Linked DNA regions of Mus musculus: all the other regions are linked to region 1. The links are chromatin contacts, called in public ChIA-PET and HiChIP or PLAC-seq maps. All regions are on one chromosome and are shown on one strand. Each heading gives the region's core, a stretch centred on a gene start, on an enhancer-like site or on the middle of the called end of the contact. The rest is flanking DNA. Distances are from core to core; before and after follow the strand shown.

Evidence for each region. ChIA-PET counts read pairs in DNA pulled down with a chosen protein or histone mark. HiChIP or PLAC-seq counts read pairs in DNA pulled down with a chosen protein or histone mark.
Region 2: a contact with region 1 is called in a BATF HiChIP or PLAC-seq map of CD8 T cells, with 10 read pairs. The contact joins two enhancer-like sites. A contact is called at or near these places in 1 of 15 datasets of contacts at CTCF or cohesin (the NIH/3T3 cell line), 4 of 484 Hi-C or Micro-C datasets (bone marrow-derived macrophages, group 2 innate lymphoid cells, nephron progenitors and 1 more) and 2 of 115 datasets of contacts at active chromatin or transcription factors (CD8 T cells and memory CD8 T cells).
Region 3: an RNA polymerase II ChIA-PET map of memory CD8 T cells shows a contact between it and region 1, with 44 read pairs. The contact joins two enhancer-like sites. A contact is called at or near these places in 1 of 484 Hi-C or Micro-C datasets (nephron progenitors) and 2 of 115 datasets of contacts at active chromatin or transcription factors (effector CD8 T cells and memory CD8 T cells).

What each region holds. Positions count from the first base shown.
Region 1 is chr5:31,917,362-31,920,089 of GRCm38.p6, reverse strand. All of the region lies in intron 7 of Babam2 (BRISC and BRCA1 A complex member 2), which reads right to left. Among named protein-coding and RNA genes, the nearest start is that of Gm52770, 80 kb to the left of the region's middle. Within about 2 kb of position 1,344, at least 50 of the 459 cell types and tissues checked have an H3K27ac peak or open chromatin away from gene starts, as enhancers often do. A contact at or near this core is called in CD8 T cells, effector CD8 T cells, group 2 innate lymphoid cells and 1 more, where this site is marked.
Region 2 is chr5:31,731,318-31,734,045 of GRCm38.p6, reverse strand. The region is part of intron 3 of Babam2 (BRISC and BRCA1 A complex member 2); the gene reads right to left. Among named protein-coding and RNA genes, the nearest start is that of Babam2, 35 kb to the right of the region's middle. Within about 2 kb of position 1,310, at least 35 of the 459 cell types and tissues checked have an H3K27ac peak or open chromatin away from gene starts, as enhancers often do. A contact at or near this core is called in CD8 T cells and group 2 innate lymphoid cells, where this site is marked.
Region 3 is chr5:32,102,880-32,105,607 of GRCm38.p6, reverse strand. No RefSeq gene overlaps it. Among named protein-coding and RNA genes, the nearest start is that of Gm51292, 12 kb to the right of the region's middle. Within about 2 kb of position 1,322, at least 91 of the 459 cell types and tissues checked have an H3K27ac peak or open chromatin away from gene starts, as enhancers often do. A contact at or near this core is called in effector CD8 T cells and memory CD8 T cells, where this site is marked.

The sequences.
Region 1 (2,728 bases), core at 95-2,594:
ACTGCCAACATAAGCTCATGTTATAGGTTCCACACACAGCCCTCCAAGGCGAAAAATCTCACCCTGAAAGTAACGGGCCAGCCAACCAGAGTAAGCTTAGGGTGTTTCTAGGATCACCCTAGAAATCTCTTCTATAAATAGAAATAAGCTTGTTAAATAACCTAAAAAGGTAGCCACTTTCCCACTGGAACTAAAACAAAACAAAAACGATTACTTATATTTTCCTCAAGTGAGGTGACAGGAGCCATTGATGGGACATCTAAAACTGTACTGGACATTTAGCAGACAAGGGTAAGTGATGTGAAGGGTCCTGCACTACATAACAGAACCACAAGCCAAAGTGAGCACAGTATCCATGTTGAGAAATGCAACGTACTGCCACGAAAACTTCCCAATGGGACTAAGTTTAAAATGTTAACATGTTTCTTTTTGTTTGTATTCCTTTAAAAATAATAATTCAGGGGGAGAAGCAAAAAACCTAAATATTTTAACCACCTTAAATGCGAACATGACTATGGTGGTTTGTATATTCTTGGACCAGGAAGTGGCACCATTTGGAGGTGTGGCCTTGTTGGAATAGGTGTGACCTTGTTGGAGTAGGTGTGTCACTGTGGGCATGGGCTTAAGACTCTGACCCTAGTTGCCTGGAAGTCAGTCTTCCACTAGCAGCCTTTGTATGAAGACGTAGAACTCTCAGCTCTGCCTGTGCCTTGCCTGCCTGGATGCTGCCATGCTCCCACCTTGATGATAATGGACTGAACCTCTGATCCTGTAAGCCAGCACCAATTAAATGATGTTTTTTTTTTTTTTTAATAAGACTTGACTTGGTCATGGTGTCTGTTCACAGCAGTAAAACCCTAAGACAATGACATAAAGTTTTAAAAACGACTTGTCAAAATGAGAACAGCTTCCATTTCTGGGGTAGGTAGGCACTCTCAGCACTGAGCTACACTTCTGGCACCAACAACTCTCTAAGATAGAAGAGAGTTTCAAAGGCTGCCATGAGTACAGGCTCTCCACTTATTTCCCAAAGACTGAGAATGTGGGTAAAGGTAAATTGGGCTTTGTGGCTATTGATCTTCAAGACAAAATCTTTCAAAATAAGTTGCTGATAATGCTATCAAAGGGAGCTTTAAAATGTAAACATGAAAACCCCCAAACAAACAAAACAAATAAACAGAAAACAGAGACCTGACTTGGAAACTTGACCTTCAGCAGCAGTAATGAAAAGTAACAAAATGATGACGGCTAAAACCAAGAAACACACTTTCAAATGACAGCACTTGGTAAGTTGCGGCTTCCTCTTGAGAGCAGAGGAGGGCAGGAAGTGGGCAGACAGACAGGCACCTCTGAGCACTGAGGGCCTGGAGCTAGGGGAGTTGGATACATGATAACCAGGCAGTGCTGCGGGTGCAAGGCTTTCTTTAATTTTGAATTGCTGTGAATTGTGTAGGGGCGGTAGCCTTTACTCATGAAAAGTGCAAAGCTTGAGTGTAGGGTTTGTGAAACCTGAGCCTAGATAAAAATAGGCCCTGAGGGCTTCCTAAAGATTGATGATCATAGACTGATATTCCGTGGAAGGTGTTCCTGCCACTGCCCCATGCTTTCTACTGTCCTCACGCAAAGCAAGTCCTATACTGCTGATTCTCCAGCCTGGCAGTTGCTACTGATGTCCAGTGTGTAGAAGCCAAGGATGCAACTGACTTTCAAGTAGTAGAAGAGAAAACCCTTCCTCCCAAATAAAACTAGGGATTCAACCCAAACAGCCAACGGTGCAGAGGTTGGGGACTAGGTAGAGACTAAGGCACTGAAACGTCACAGTTACCGAATGCTCACTAGCCTCACAAGGTATCACCTATTAGCACAGTAGAATGGGGATTCTTTCAAACAGTAGGGCAGTCAGTATGATTCTAAATGGATAGTAAATTAGTTCCAATCTGATTTTTACTTCTTAAATTGCACTTTTCGCTCTTTGAAAGTTCCATACATTTTTACACTATATATTGCTCATACCCACTCAGCACATCTATCCCCCAGCTCCCCCTACGGCATCCCACCAGCTTCTTGTCTCTTCTTCTTGTTTCATTAATTGTAATGTCACATTTAAAATGCCTAGGCCCACCTTGGAAAACACTTAACTATTACCACTAAGGCCAAGGAGATCCCTTGGCCCAGGTCAGCATTGCTAGAGTCTAACTGTCCAGATATCAATAGTACTGACCACCACTTGCCAGGCACAGCTCAAGGTTGCTGTCAGAACTGAATGGATGACTCCTCAAGCTCCACAACTTCTAGATCAACAATCGAAGCTGCAGAACTGCTTTAAGAAGTAGCATTTGTGTATCTTTTAAACTCAGTGTAAACTATTCAAACTCACCATAAGAGCACTTAAAGTATGAAACAGAGGAACTCATTAGTGCTATCAAGCGCAGACACACACATGTGTAGCCACACACACGAAGGTACACACACATGCATACCTATTCCTCTGCTCAAATATAACATAGTCTTCATATTGGCATTATTGTTTACTATTGTAGTACTTTAGTAAATTTTTAGTTCACTGTAGAATACAGACTACAGTCCTCATGTATTTTTTTGACTTTTAAATGCATTTAGTTTAAACAATTGCAAATCCAAGCCCTCTAGTTTACTCCTCCCCCTTCCACGTCCTCCTTGGGTCTGGCAGTCACCATTTTACTATTGAAATCTCTATTTCTATATGTTC
Region 2 (2,728 bases), core at 61-2,560, 190 kb after region 1:
TCTTAACTGCTGAGCCATCTCTTCAACCTCTTGGCTAGTTTTAATTGCACCCTAGAGTCATCTGAGAGGAGCCTTGGCTGAGGAATTGCCTAGAAGGAGACTGGCCTGTGTGCATGCCTGTAGAGGACTGTCTTGATTATTAACTGATCCAGGAAGGCTTTGGTCACAGTGTTTTATCACAGCAATCGAAAGGAAACTAGAACAGTTCTCTCCTTCTAACCAGGTAGATTGCAGGGATTGAATTCAGGTTGTTAGGCTTGTCAGCAAGCACCTTTAACTGCTGAATCATCTCATTGGTCCCAGAAGTATTTTAGATCTCCAATTTTTGTTATTTGAAAGACTGTAACAGATACTGCAGTCATACAGTAAGAACAAGATATCTGAAAGGGAAACAAAAAGGAAGAAAGACCTTAAGAAAGATACCTAATTTTAATGGAGGTAATAAAAAAATGTTGGGCCAAGATACAGAAGAGAGAAGAACAAAAATCTGGGGAAGTTATTTGAGCCTGGTTTCCAATAACCTAAGCAAGTAGCCAGTTTCCTAAAAAACCATCCAGTAATGTACAGAATTGTTACTATTAGGCCCACAAAAGAAGGTAAAATCTAATGATATTTAATGCAGAAGCAGGCCTATCAAGCCACTGTGTAATTTATGAACAATGCCCTGGAAACAATTATAGACAACAAATTATTAATCTTAAGAATGCAAAGGGGAAAACAGAAGACACATAAAAACAGTGCAGGAAAATGCAAGAGAAAAAGAAAGAAGCAGAGGCTAATCTTATCCTGTGAAGTGTGAAGCCAAAAGACATTATCTGTGGTTCATAGGACTCCAGATAGATGAAATATCCATCACGACTGCACAGAGATCGTCCTAGCTGATAACAAAGCTGAGTCATGCACTTATCAAGAACTCTGGGGGACTGTTCATTGAATTGTATGATACAGTGTTAAAAGTGACCCTGGAGGGGAGGTATGGAAGGGGTTGTCATGGACTTGTTCCTTGGGAAAGTTTGTCTCTAACCTTTGTAAGGCCCTGAAATTTGATCCCCAGCACAAGAAAAAAGAACAAAGGTTTAAGCTACAAGGTAAAGAACTCGGGAACCAATAGCAGTGATGTGGTTTTATTAAAGAGGAAGAGAGAGGTAAGGGGGATGGTGAAAATAGGCTGATGCCCCTATAAGAGGGCAGGAAGTCAAAAGATAACATCTATAGCTGGCCAGTCAGGAAAGAGGCAGTGTAGTACTGAGAGAACTGGGAATCCTCAAAAGAACTAAACTGAAACCATTTCTTAAAACTATAATGGTTTACTCAGAAAAAAGGAGTAGGAGGGGGAAACATGGGACAGTGCTTCCTTCTGTGTGTAACCTCAGCACTATCTCCACTTCATCTACCAGTGACTTACTTGGATCATTTCTGTTCAATTTAGTTAGTAATTTCTTTTTGGAAAAAAAAAAAAAGTAGCAATCTAATCCTGTCACTATTTTGTACTTTTGTGGTTTCCTGAGAATGGTCTAATAATGCAAGGGTAACAAATGACCTTGGACTGAATGTCTCATTTAACGTTGCACTTGGTAAATTAATACAAAGCAATCTAGAGAGTATCGAGATGTGGTACCTCCCAGTTAATGATGGTAAAACACACAGTCACTACTCCAAAAAGAGTTTATCTACCCATTCCACCCATCATATTGTGTGTGTGTGTGTGTGTGTGTGTGTGTGTGTGTGTGTGTGTGTGTTCATCCTAAGCCCCAGGTACCTTCTTGTCTCTGTGTCCCCACACTGGAATTATAAGCATCTGCCCCTGCCAAGCCTTTCTCTGTGTAAATTTGGGGATTAAACCCAGGTCCTTTTACCTTGAAAGCACAGTATGGCTTGTGCCATCTCCCTCATCCATCCATCTGATCTTTAATAACCACATTTTTTATTCCTCTTTTTTACAAATAGGTAGATTTTAATACCCTGTTCACAAGGCTAGGTTTAAGAAAGAAAATGCCAAGTGCAATTACTGACACTAACAAAGCAAAGCTATTATCACTTTCACAGTAGGCAAGAGGTTCAGTGCTGTGATGGTGACAGAGAAGGGCTAATACAGCATAGACAGATGCTATGGATGCTGGCCTGCAGCCCAAGCATGTACCTCGTACACCATCCAGGCAGTGATGGAAGCCCACAGTGCAAAAACTCAGGCTACTCTTTACACAGACTCAATTTACCTGAATAACAAATATCCTTAATTTTGGAAAGATAGACAACATTTAAAACTGATTTAAAAAAAAAAAAAGATGTAAAATGGCTGACTTCCACTCTCTGAGTCAATAGAAGGAGTTTCCACAGAGACTGTGTGTTCTAAGAATCTGCCATACTCCATCTGCTTTCCTTACTTATATTATCACTCTGGTCCTTGCAGGCCATTAACATTTCTAACTCTTGTTCACATACCCCATGCCCAGAACACTAGAGTAAGGGCTAACAATGGGTTTTGACAGCAGTGGGGATATTAGCCATTCCTACCTTAAAAAAAACTATTACTAAGTAGGCATTTTAAGTGGTACATCTTTTTTCATTCTTACTTTTTTTTTTTTTTTTTTTTTTTACTTTATTGAGTGCAGGGCACATCACACATGTGGAAATCAGAAGACAATATACAAGATTCAGTTCTCTTCTTCCTCTGGGTCCAGGAATGGAACTCAGGTTGTCAGGATTGGTGGGAGGTGTCCTTACCCAC
Region 3 (2,728 bases), core at 73-2,572, 190 kb before region 1:
TATGCCATTGTATCATTAGCACAATAGATTAAGGAAATGGAGTAAGGAGGTGGAGTATGGAGATTAATAAGGACATGGAGTAAGGAGACATGGGCTAAGGAGATGGAATAAGGACATGGAGTAAGGAAATGGAGTAAGGTGATGGAGTAAGGAGATGGAGTAAGGTGATGGAGTAAGGAAACGGAGTAAGGTGATGGAGTAAGGAGATGGAGTAAGGAGATGGAGTAAGGAAACGGAGTAAGGTGATGGAGTAAGGAAACGGAGTAAGGTGATGGAGTAAGGAAACGGAGTAAGGAGATGGAGTAAGGAGATGGAATAAGGAGATGGAGTAAAGAGTTGAACTAAGGACATGGAGTAAAGAGATGGAGTAAGGACACAGACTAAGGACAGGAAGTAAGGACACGGACTAAAGAGATGGACAAGAAGCTAGTAGCGGTGATGGGGAGGGAGACCCCACAGCAATGGAAGAGCCCTGTCTTCTCTTGCTATGTGGTCCTGGCTACATCCTTTTCTTTCTGTGGCTCCAGCTATCAGTAAGGGGCAGGACTTGGGTATGGGGTCTAGATAGTCCTTCATGCTCTAATATTGGAGGATTTTACCACAGGCTGTTTATCTTATAAAAGTAAAGAATTAACAAGAAGAAATACACCCATGAGGCAGAGCATTTGAAGGTTAAAAAGGCCAGGTTTGCCAAGGGCAGCAGACTTCTCTTGGGGGACAGGTAGCAGATGGGAACTGGAGCTCAAAGTGGGAGCCAGTCACACAGGACTCAAGCTGTCACCTGCAGCCTGGTGCCAAATAAGCTTTTTGTGGAGAGTTGAAAGCCCAGACCGGGGAGCCACCAGCCTCCTGCTGCTCACTGGTGCGTGGGGTCCCATCTCAGGAGGTCATGGAGAGATGGCAAGAGTCATTGACAGCGTGTGTTGTCCAGTTTGTCATTCTTGTCACCCCTCTTACGCCATGGCAAACATGATCTTGAATTCTACAGAGGTCCACTGGGGAACTTGTACATACTGCATCCCCTAGGCATCCCTGCTTGGCAGGTGACTTGCCACACAGAAAACCAAAGATCCCACACCATCCATTTGTCTGCCGAGCCTGGCCTCTGCGGCTAGCACGTCTGGGAACACCTTCCTCCTCAGAGTTTCATGTTAAAAATCTAGTTGCCGTCCCTGCCTGCCTCTAACCAGAAGGACACAGACTCTCTGTGCCTTCTGTATTTCAACAAAATGACTTTTGCTGAAAAGCAAAGCTCACCAGAGCACCCAGCCTTGCGGTTTACCTCATGACATCATTTCCCTTCCTCTAGATGAACCAGAAGAGGCCAAGAGCTCAAAGTTTCAGCTGGCTTCGGGGAAGCAATGCCATCTCTGACTCAGGGTGGAAGGTTCAGAGAAGACATTTGGGGCTGTGGGATAAGGAAAAGGATCCTCAGACTCCGCCCTGATGCAGGTGATCTGGAATGCCCGAAGGGAAGGCTGCCTGGCCCCTAGTTTGTAGAAGGTTAGCATAGGATGCTCTAAACATGAGGGTTCGACATGCCCATGAGAAACCTTCATGGGGGCATCAGCACCCAGAGTCCTAACCTGAAGAGCTGGAGTGTTACCCTTGGCCACCTCAGGGTTCTGGGGGTAGGGTCCTGGGCCTTTGGCCACCTCCTACAGAAAGAGACTGGAAGACACCTAAGTCTGGAGAGTACAGCTCTCAGCCTCCCTTTCCCAAGTCTCCAGAGAACTGCATCTGTTCAGAGATAATGACAGGAGCAGTGACCACTGCCATGGTAACATCTGTACATGATCACTCTCCTTGCTGAATATCCCAGTGTGACCAGCCCCAGACTCACCAAGTCATCAAGTCATGCACAGCTCATTCTCAGAGCAATCCAATAATTGGCCTTTATTTCTCCTCTTTAATAAGGCTTCAGCTGTCAGAAACTAGCCAACTAGGATTGGAATCAGGTCCTGACCACAAGGGACCAGGGACTCAGAATATGCAAAAGGAGGCGTATTCCAGAAAGATGTGTGCATGTGTGAAGGGCAGAATGCAGGAGATCCAGAGCTCTGGATAGGACCTGGGTGGGATGGTAGGTGGGATGTAGACTGGAGAGCAGGGGGAGGGGGAGGCATGGGCTCAGCTTGAGCTACTAGCTAGGAGTGGAACTCTTGATGCTGGTGATATGTTACCATTGCGACAGATGATCCAGGGAGACACAGGTCAGAGCAGGTCAAAGCAGCGCTAGGCCTCAGTTCTGGCAGGCCTTCTTTCAGAGGCCAGTGTTCACGGGAGCCAGTCCAAGCGGGAGCTGTGTCAGTATCTTCTGCTCCAATTTATTCTCCTGCCTCTCTCCCTGTGGCCCTGATGCGTGCCATGGTCAGCTGTTGGGGCTTAGCAGTCCAGAGAAGAAGACCTGTACAACTTGGAGACAGTGGGTTTAGCTTAAGCCAAGCAGATAGAGTCCATGTGGGTGGTCTCCAGGACAGCCTGGGAGGAAACCAGGCAGGGTGGCTCCATCCTTGGCGAGGATTCTACAACTCATCTGGAGCAGGCACATCCACATTGTTGACTGGCTGTAGGGCCAGACTCCCAGGGTGCTGTCTCAAGCCATTGTTGGATGTCAGGAGCCATTCAGAAGTGGCCCCTGCTGCCCACAAACATCCTTGATAGCTCTCTGACCCATCTCCAGCCAGTGTCTCCTCTCACCAGTCAGTCTTCGGTACCACCACCAACA